Regions from separate parts of the Mus musculus genome. Here regions 2 and 3 are each linked to region 1. A link is a contact called in public HiChIP or PLAC-seq and promoter capture Hi-C data. All regions are on one chromosome and are shown on one strand. Each heading gives the region's core, a stretch centred on a gene start, on an enhancer-like site or on the middle of the called end of the contact. The rest is flanking DNA. Distances are from core to core; before and after follow the strand shown. Region 1 holds the start of E2f2 (E2F transcription factor 2). Region 2 holds the start of Ifnlr1 (interferon lambda receptor 1). Region 3 holds the start of Kdm1a (lysine (K)-specific demethylase 1A).

Region 1 (2,721 bases), core at 59-2,558:
GTCCATCTGAACAGGAAACCCAAGAGACGGACTACATTTGCATTGCTACTGGCTATTTCGGACGATGAGCAGGCTGTGGGGAGGACCTGAGGACAACACTTGAGAAGGAGCTGGCTAGACAACTCTGGTCCAGATACCAGGCTGGACCAGAGACCTGGGAGACCTATGCGGATTTAAAGTCACCAGGAAATCCCACAGGCCAAGCCCCTGGCCTGAAAAAGCAGGTGTTGGTTCTGGCGTAAACAATGAAAGAATGAATGAACTTAAGCATCGTCGATGCCTTGGAAGCTTCCTCAAGGTCACGCAGGCGCTAGGGGCACTGGGCTAGGTCTCCAGGCTCCCCTGACCAGTGCTCATTGCAGTCCGCGACAGCAGGCGAGATTACTTCACGGAGTCGGAAAATGAAAGGGTTCTCTCTACTGCCAGTCCCGCTTCCCCACCTCAACCAGCTGTAATCAAGCCGTAGGGCGTCCCAAGCACCCTCTCTCCTTTTTCCCCACCCAGACACGTATACGGGAAGTACAGGGGGTCCCCCAGCATTACCGGCAGCCGGCCTGCGGGTGCACATCGCACAATTTGGCCCTCGGGTCCGTGGGGAGTGGCGTCGAGGCAGGTGCCCAGCGCCACAGAGGAAGGCACCGTCTGCGTGTAAAGCGAAGTGTAGTAGGTGGTGGCGGTGGTGGCCGGGCAGAGCTGGGGGCTGCTCAGACCCGAAGGCCACAGCTCGGTGGGGTTCAGCGCCGGCAAGCTCTTTGTAGGTTGCGCCGTGGCCGGAGCCAGGGTCCGCGGCGCGCGCAGCATGGCGAGTGCGGCGCCCCCTACCCACTCGGGTCTGGCGCGCGCGCGCGGGGCACCTGCGGGCTTTGCAGCCGGCTGCACCGCGGACGCCGGGAGCAGCCGCCAATGGACGCCCGCCGGGCAAGGCCGGACCCTCCCCTCCTGGCCCGCCGCCCAGCGCTGCCGAGCTCGGAGATCGCCACTCGGAGATCGCGTGGCACAGGTGGCACTGCCAGGAGTTGGCCCGGTCCGGCTCGTGCCCCGAATATCTGGGCGTCCGGAGTCGCGCCCGTGCGTGAAAGCGTCCCGGAATGCCCACGGACCCCGCGGACACTCGTGTGCTCTGACCCGCGAAGGGTGTCCTGTGCGCCCTGCTGAGCTCTGCGTTCACCCCTCTAGTTCCCGTCCCTTGCTTGGACTCCTTTTTCTTTTCTTTCTTCTTTTTTCTTTCTTTTTCTTTTTTTTTTCTTTTTTTTTTTTTTTAGCGCCAAACTATATGCCGCCAAATTCGGATCTCCCGCGGAAAATGCCGCGCCTCGATTGGCTGCTACAATATATATAGGCTCCTCCCACCCACCCACCCCCGGAAAGGCTTAGTCTAAGAAACAGCGATTACGACAGGAGCTTAGTGGCTTAAAGGGGCCGCGACATCTGCTGACTTCAGCGTCCTCTTGTAACAGTAGGCGAAACTGAGGCAGGAGGTGCATCTGGAACACCCAGCATAAGGACCAACAGTACAGCGAAGAGCGCTGAGGAGCGGACCTCTTTTCCTTGGGGGTGGGGCCAAACATTGAAAGAGAGTCAGAGTCGGGACCTGAGTCTTGACCCTCAAGTGCATTTCCCTGGCCACAAAACCTTTTGTTTTCGCTTTGTTGCTTAGTTAGGTTAAATCATTTATTAATATATTAATTAATATAACCAATATGTCCTCTTTCTCTTCAAATGAAACCCAGGAACCTGTTCCTCCAGGCTTTAATTGGCAGAGGGGCAGGGAAGGGTGGCGCCTCCCTTTTATGTTTTTCTTCAGGAAAAAAACTAACCTCTATTGAGCGCCTACTGTACGCCCGTACAGTACACTAAGATTAGACCATTATATATGTTATGTTGTTTAATTTATCCCATCAATCCGGAGAAGTGGGATGGGTAAGACCAGGGAGTCGGAGGGGCGGGATATTGTGCCTCGGGTCATTCACAGATTCGCTGATCTGAGAATTGGCAGTCAAATGTAGGACAGTCCAGGTCGGGAGTCTTTGTTCTAGTAAAGAGCTCCTTTCCACTCTCCCAAACTCTGCCCCGCCCTTGACAGGCACAGCGTGGGTGAGGGTCCAGAGTTTGTCAGGTCATTTTCCCCAACAGGACCCAGCACTCTTCCTTCCTGAATCAAACACCTCCAGGTTTCTTCTACACAAATTTTTGTTTGTTTGTTTTTGTTTTTGTTTTTGTTTTTGTGAGACAGGGTTTCTCGGTGTAGCCCTGGCTGTCCTGGAACTCACTTTGTAGACCAGGCTGGCCTCAAACTCAGAAATCCACCTGCCTCTGCCTTCCAAGCACTGGGGTTAAAGGCGTGCGCCACCATTGACCGGCCTAAACAATTATTTTACCACAACAGGAGGGGGGGTGGGCTGAGTCCCCGTGTTAAGACCTGATCAGATCATCACAAACCAGGTAGCCCAGGCTTTCTCTTCGACATTCTTAATTCACATCCAGTCCCCTAACCCTTTTGTGAAAGCTGTTTGACAAGATTTCTTCTCCATTCTCTGGGTCTTTTTTTTTTTTCTCTCTCTCTCTCATTCCTTATGTCGGAGTCACAGAGAAATCTCATGGCACAGTATATGCAAAGCCTTCGGCACAGAGCTTGGTCCATGAGAATCGACAGCTGTTGCTATATCAGACTTGATCTGGAATACACAGGCCTCTTTAGTCTACAGTAGACCACCAAGAGGT
Region 2 (2,721 bases), core at 97-2,596, 490 kb after region 1:
CTTTTTCTCTCCTGTCCTGTGCCCTGAAGGTGCATAATTGAGACACCGCAGTTAAACCCAGCTTCCAGTTTGTCTAGCAAGAGGCCACTCTGTATGTAAGCCCCTTAGTTTTAAGCCATCCGTGAGCCATCCATGAGCAGGACAGGCCCAAAGTTTGAGCTTGGCCACATGGGGAAAGTCACAGTTCAGAGTTGCCACACTTCACAGAGTCTTCAAGGGTTCCAGGGACTGGTATAGCACTGTATAAAATGTCATTCAGTCCTCAGGACAGACTACCCCTTGGGGCAAGGTGTTACCCACAGCCATCATCAAAGAGACACGGCTCAGAGATCAATGTTAACTAAACCAGTTTGTGTCAGGGATGGAACATAATCCCGTGTCCCCCAAGACCCTCGTTAACTCAAAAACACTGCTACAGAGCTGTGAGCTCGCTCAGGGCAGGGGCAGCACTGGTCATGGGCAAACCTAGGGCTCAGCCTTATTCCTCTGCCCTGTGTGTGCCCCTCTGGGGTACTTCTAAAGCAACCTATGAAGTGCTCTGAGCCTCAGTTTCCCTCACTTAAAAATGATGACTGTCTACCACTTAGAGCAGCTGGGTTGAAAACCTTAAGGAGAACACAGTGGCCAGGACAAAGAAGCAACCAAAAATAATATGAACGTTTATGATTGTTTATCGGCTCTAAGAACCCTTCCTGCTCCTTTGACTGCGTCTAGGACTCTGAAGTATGCCCATGGCTTCCTCCCTGGGGAAGTTGATGAGTGGAAAATTGGGGTTCGGTGCTTGGGTCCTGGCCTCGGGTATTCTGTGCCCCGCTGTCTTACCAGATGAAAGACAAAGAGAGAAAATGCCCCGTTAAAGAGTCTCCTAGCAGGGACCAGATCAACCAGAGCTGGATCCCGGCAGCTCCTGTATGTCCCCTATTAAAAGTGTCAATCAGGTATGCACTCTGGGATTCGGTCAACAAATACAGTCAACGCTTTCCGGTGTCTGTGCCTGGAACTCCCGGCCCTGCCTGGAATAAGGAAACCGGGATCCTTTCGTCCAGAAAAGGCCGTCCAAGCTCAGGATTGTTTCACTCTGGGACCAAGCAAACCCGCGGCAAGTGTACAGAATCCCTGAGGCCCAGCACCAAGTCCCCTCTCGGGACCTCGGGTGGGTGGCACATCTTCGCGGTCCCCGCGGTCCCCGCGGTCCGTACTTACCTAGGGCGCTCTGCAACAGGAACAGGAGTAGGGGCGCCCACCGGTCGGCCCGCCACATTTCGGTCCCTGGGGTCCCCGCCGCCCGCCGCAAGGCCCCTGGGCGGCAGGTGACAAGGGCGGCGGCCCAGGGAGGAGGAGCCTCCGGCGGTGCCACCGGTGGGGATTCACCTAGGGCTGCCCCGCGTCGCCTGCCGTGGGTGGGGGCGGGGCTCTCAGTAACATTTTTTAAAAATCAGACAAGAAATCCAGTTCTGGGGTTCCGTTGAGGAGTAAATAGCACCTAGGGTAGAGTTCGAGGAGACTGGCAAGACTCCCGTTTTGCAGGCGGAGCGGGGGATGGCACCCAGCCTGTCTTGCGAGTTTCTTACTGAGTTTCTGCAGGAATTCCCGGCAGGCTTGTTACTCCCCGCCTACATCGCGGTAAAAGCTTGGAGGAGGCTGTCCTAAGCTGCAACGCGGTCTGTGTCGCTACTAACCAGAAAGGACATCGCTTCAGGCTTTGTTTTCTATCCTGGAGCAGGGGACACTTCATTCCACCACACAAACCATTCTAACTAGCCAAGTGGGAAACGCTGGTTTTGTAAACAGAAGGGCCGAAACCAGAAACCTGCGAAACCACGGAAGGGGAAGCGGGATCTTTCTAAATTACTCTCCTTATAGGTAGAGTCGGGACAAGGCTAGGACAACAACGTGTGTGTGTGTGTGTGTGTGTGTGTGTGTGTGTGTGTGTGTGTGTCCTTTTGTGTGTAAGGATTAAGGGTTATGGACTTCATCTTCTGCATTTTGCCTGCACGGAGTGCGAATGGGGAGTTGGGGTGGATACCACATAGGTACATTGATATCTCTATGGAATTGTTGCAGAATACATACAAGATAGAAAAAGAACAAAAGCTGGACTTTTGGAAAGCAGGCCATTAGCTCAGGTTTCTCTTGATCTCCTGGGGGATTCAATAGACAGCTTAGTTTCTGTCTGGGGACCCAACTTTAACTCGAGTTATTTTGATTTGATTTTTTTTTTAAACTCTGCTCTGTTCAGGCCCAGCACAACAAGAGGTGTCTGGGATTTTTTAAACTACATTCGAGAAGCACAAAAACACATCCTAAAATTATGAGCTTTTTAAGGTACACACCTGCAATCCCAGCCCTGGGTTGATAGAGGTTGGGGGACCAGGAGTTCAAGGTTAACCTTGGCTATGTAAGAAATCAATCATTATGATCCATTTTCAGTATAAGGTGTGTTTAGGGCTCGTCAGAGATGGTGGAGGGGCTCTAGGCCCCTTTTTCCTCTGCCTAGCAGCTGGTGTCTGCTTCTCTAGGTATTGTCAGTGTGTTCTAGGGTTGAAAGTTACAGGTAGTCTGCCCGCCTGTAAGCTCACATATCAGAAAAGGAAAGGTTTGTGTCCTGTACCATTTAGATAAGGAATTCCGGAAGGGGACAATACTAGACAGCAGGTAGATTTTAGCTCCCTGAAGAATTCAGCCAATGGGAACCAAAGAGAGCCGAGAAATGAGATTAGG
Region 3 (2,721 bases), core at 90-2,589, 430 kb before region 1:
AAGCTGTAAAACTTAACACATAGACAGTACCACCTGCCAAAACTAAAACAAAGGCTTAATCCATTTAAGTCCGTAGTTTTGGGAAATGGACTGACCTTGCTTTTTGGCTTCTGTAGTTCTGCTTCTGGCTAACTGAAGCTTTTAAAAAAGTTTTATTTATTATTTCTAAGTACACTGTAGCTGTCTTCAGACACACCGGAAGAGGGCATCAGATCCCATTACAGATGGTTGTGAGCCACCATGTAGTTGCTGGGAATTGAACTCAGGACCTCTGAAAGAGCAGTCACTTCTCTTAACCACTGAGCCATCTCTCCAGCCCCCCATCTCCCCAGGCCCCAAGTAAATACTTTCTATTGGCTTAAACCCATGCCTGCATTCTTCTCTGGTGAATATCTCATAGCCCCCCAACATCCTATACATCTCAACATCTCATGAATAAAACACCCACATTCACAACATTAGAAAGAACTGACCAAGCCGGGCAGTGGTGGCACATGCCTTTAATCTCAGCACTTGGGAGGCAGAGGCAGAGGCAGGTGGATTTCTGAGTTAGAGGCCAGTCTGGCCTACAAAGTGAGTTCCAGGACAGGCTGGGCTATACAGAGAAACCCTGTCTCGGAAAAACCAATCCCCCACCCCCCTCCCCAAAAAAGAAAAAAAGAAAAGAAAGAACTGACCTAGGTTGAAGAAGTGTTATGCGCCTGGAGATGAGAGGCATGGAGGAGGAGGCATGGTGGCGAGCATGTGCAGCCTCAAGAAAGAAAATAAACACGGCTTGGAGGCAAGAGCGAGTCCACTTTGACTCAAACCAGAAATTCCTCATTTCTCTCTATTTTATTACCGTGGAAATTCGTGCACTCTTTATTTCCCCACAGTCCAAGCAGGGCCATTATGAAGCTAGTTTCCCTAGCTCTAGGGATAACTCGGGGCCATATACATTCTGGGCCAGTGCTCTAAAGGTTGAGTTACAGAGCACAGGATAATTAAGTGATCATTAATTAAGTTGTACTTCAGAGTGTTCCCCTGTCTCAATTAGGTAGTAAGCCCTCTGAAAGCCGGAATTCCATAATCCACCCCTTGTCCTGCAGGGAGAGTGAATGTTATTAGTTGAAGTGACTAGTGTATGGGGTGAATATTGAGAGTCCTTGATGAAAACGGTCGGGCTCAGAACCCGAAGTCAGGCGGATATGCTGGGTCGCACTCCCAATCGCAGGGGGCGCTCTAGGTCAGCCTCGCGATCGGAGCTGCGGCGCCGCTCTAGCCTCCAGGACGTCGCTCTCTGGTCTTGAGCCGGGGACAAGCGGCTGCTTTTTTGTCCTGGTGCGGCGGGAGCGCGCAGGGCGCGTGCGCACGCGGGGGTGTTTGGCTTCGCACGGAGCGTGAGAGGTGCGGGGCGGAGAGGCGCGAGGCGGCTGCGGACCCACGGAGCGGCAGACCGATCGGCCCCTGCGGCCCGCGGCGGCCAGGCGGCCCGAGATGTTGTCTGGGAAGAAGGCGGCGGCGGCGGCAGCGGCAGCGGCGGCGGCGGCGGCTGCTGGGACCGAGGCCGGGTCCGGGGCGGCGGGCGGTGCCGAGAACGGCTCTGAGGTGGCCGCGCCGCCCGCGGGCCTGACGGGCCCCACCGACATGGCTACGGGGGCGGCGGGCGAGCGCACTCCCCGAAAGAAGGAGCCTCCGCGGGCCTCGCCGCCCGGGGGCCTAGCCGAGCCGCCGGGGTCTGCTGGGCCCCAGGCGGGGCCCACAGCCGGGCCCGGCTCCGCGACGCCCATGGAGACCGGAATAGCCGAGACCCCGGAGGGCCGACGGACCAGCCGGCGCAAGCGGGCCAAGGTGAGGCCGTGATCGAACCGCTGGTCCCGGGGACCGGAGTGGGGCCGGGGGAGGGGAGGCCCGGCCTTTGTGCGGGGACCCGGTGTATCGGGCGCTGGAGGGTGTGACCCTGATGGTCTGACTGGGAAAGATGGCTTCCCGACGCGTTTGTCTACCTGTGTGTCTGATGTGTGCGGACGGCGGACGGCTTCTGGGTTGTGTACACCGGGGAGATGGGTGTGATGCTCTAAGAGTCAAGCTGCATGAAAAGAAAGAGACTTTTTCTTTGTTTTTGAAAGGTCTTGCTGTACGCCAGGTACGCGTAGACTCTTATTTCTTTCTTTCTTTTTTTTAAAGATAAAATAATAAAATATACAAAAACCAATCGTTTATTGTGCGTGTGCGAGTTGGGGTCATAGGATAGCTCGCCTGAGTCCTTCCTGTCTTTCCGCCATGCTAAGGAATCGAACTGAGGTTGTCAGGCCTGGAGGCCAGCGCTTTCTTGGGGCCCGGGTAGACTTTTTCAAATTGTGGAAGCGAATGAAGAATACCAGTTGGACACGGGGCGAATATAAAGATAAAGATTTGGCATCAAATCCAACACTATCCACAGATAACCTCTGTCTCACACCCCAGTATGCCAGATGGTGCATTTGGCACAGGGCCAGCGTTTTTCGTTTTCCCAAACACCACTGGACTGGTATTGTTAGCTTCATTTTAAGAATGAGTAAAAAGAGGTTTGCAGTTTCAGAGTTTGGTGTTTTGACAAGGTGTAATTCGATATTGAAACAAACAAACAAACAAACAAACAACCCTCTGGGTCAGTAACCTTGCTAAGCATTGGTGTGGCTTTATTGCACAGTATTAGCCTTAACCAGAGATGCTTAATCTGATGGGGAAATTGGAAATACA

Evidence for each region. HiChIP or PLAC-seq counts read pairs in DNA pulled down with a chosen protein or histone mark. Capture Hi-C pulls out chosen DNA fragments and counts their contacts.
Region 2: a promoter capture Hi-C map of pancreatic islet shows a contact between it and region 1. The contact joins the promoter of Ifnlr1 here to the promoter of E2f2 in region 1. A contact is called at or near these places in 1 of 39 promoter capture datasets (embryonic stem cells), 1 of 115 datasets of contacts at active chromatin or transcription factors (pancreatic cancer cells) and 1 of 9 other capture datasets (pancreatic islet).
Region 3: an H3K27ac HiChIP or PLAC-seq map of embryonic stem cells shows a contact between it and region 1, with 6 times the contacts expected there. The contact joins the promoter of Kdm1a here to the promoter of E2f2 in region 1. A contact is called at or near these places in 7 of 39 promoter capture datasets (the 3T3-L1 cell line, 3T3-L1-derived adipocytes, the C10 cell line and 3 more), 1 of 15 datasets of contacts at CTCF or cohesin (large pre-B cells), 2 of 484 Hi-C or Micro-C datasets (adipose-derived mesenchymal stem cells and embryonic stem cells), 9 of 115 datasets of contacts at active chromatin or transcription factors (embryonic midbrain, embryonic stem cells, memory CD8 T cells and 3 more) and 3 of 9 other capture datasets (adipose tissue, liver and macrophages).

Annotation. Positions count from the first base shown.
Region 1 is chr4:136,170,861-136,173,581 of GRCm38.p6, reverse strand. E2f2 (E2F transcription factor 2) reads right to left here and starts at 1,308. Exons shown (of 7, transcript NM_177733.7): 1 at 544-1,308. The coding sequence starts at 801.
Region 2 is chr4:135,685,082-135,687,802 of GRCm38.p6, reverse strand. It overlaps Ifnlr1 (interferon lambda receptor 1), which reads right to left and starts at 1,346. Exons shown (of 7, transcript NM_174851.3): 1 at 1,204-1,346. The coding sequence starts at 1,261.
Region 3 is chr4:136,601,341-136,604,061 of GRCm38.p6, reverse strand. Kdm1a (lysine (K)-specific demethylase 1A) reads left to right here and starts at 1,339. Exons shown (of 20, transcript NM_001347221.1): 1 at 1,339-1,830. The coding sequence starts at 1,477.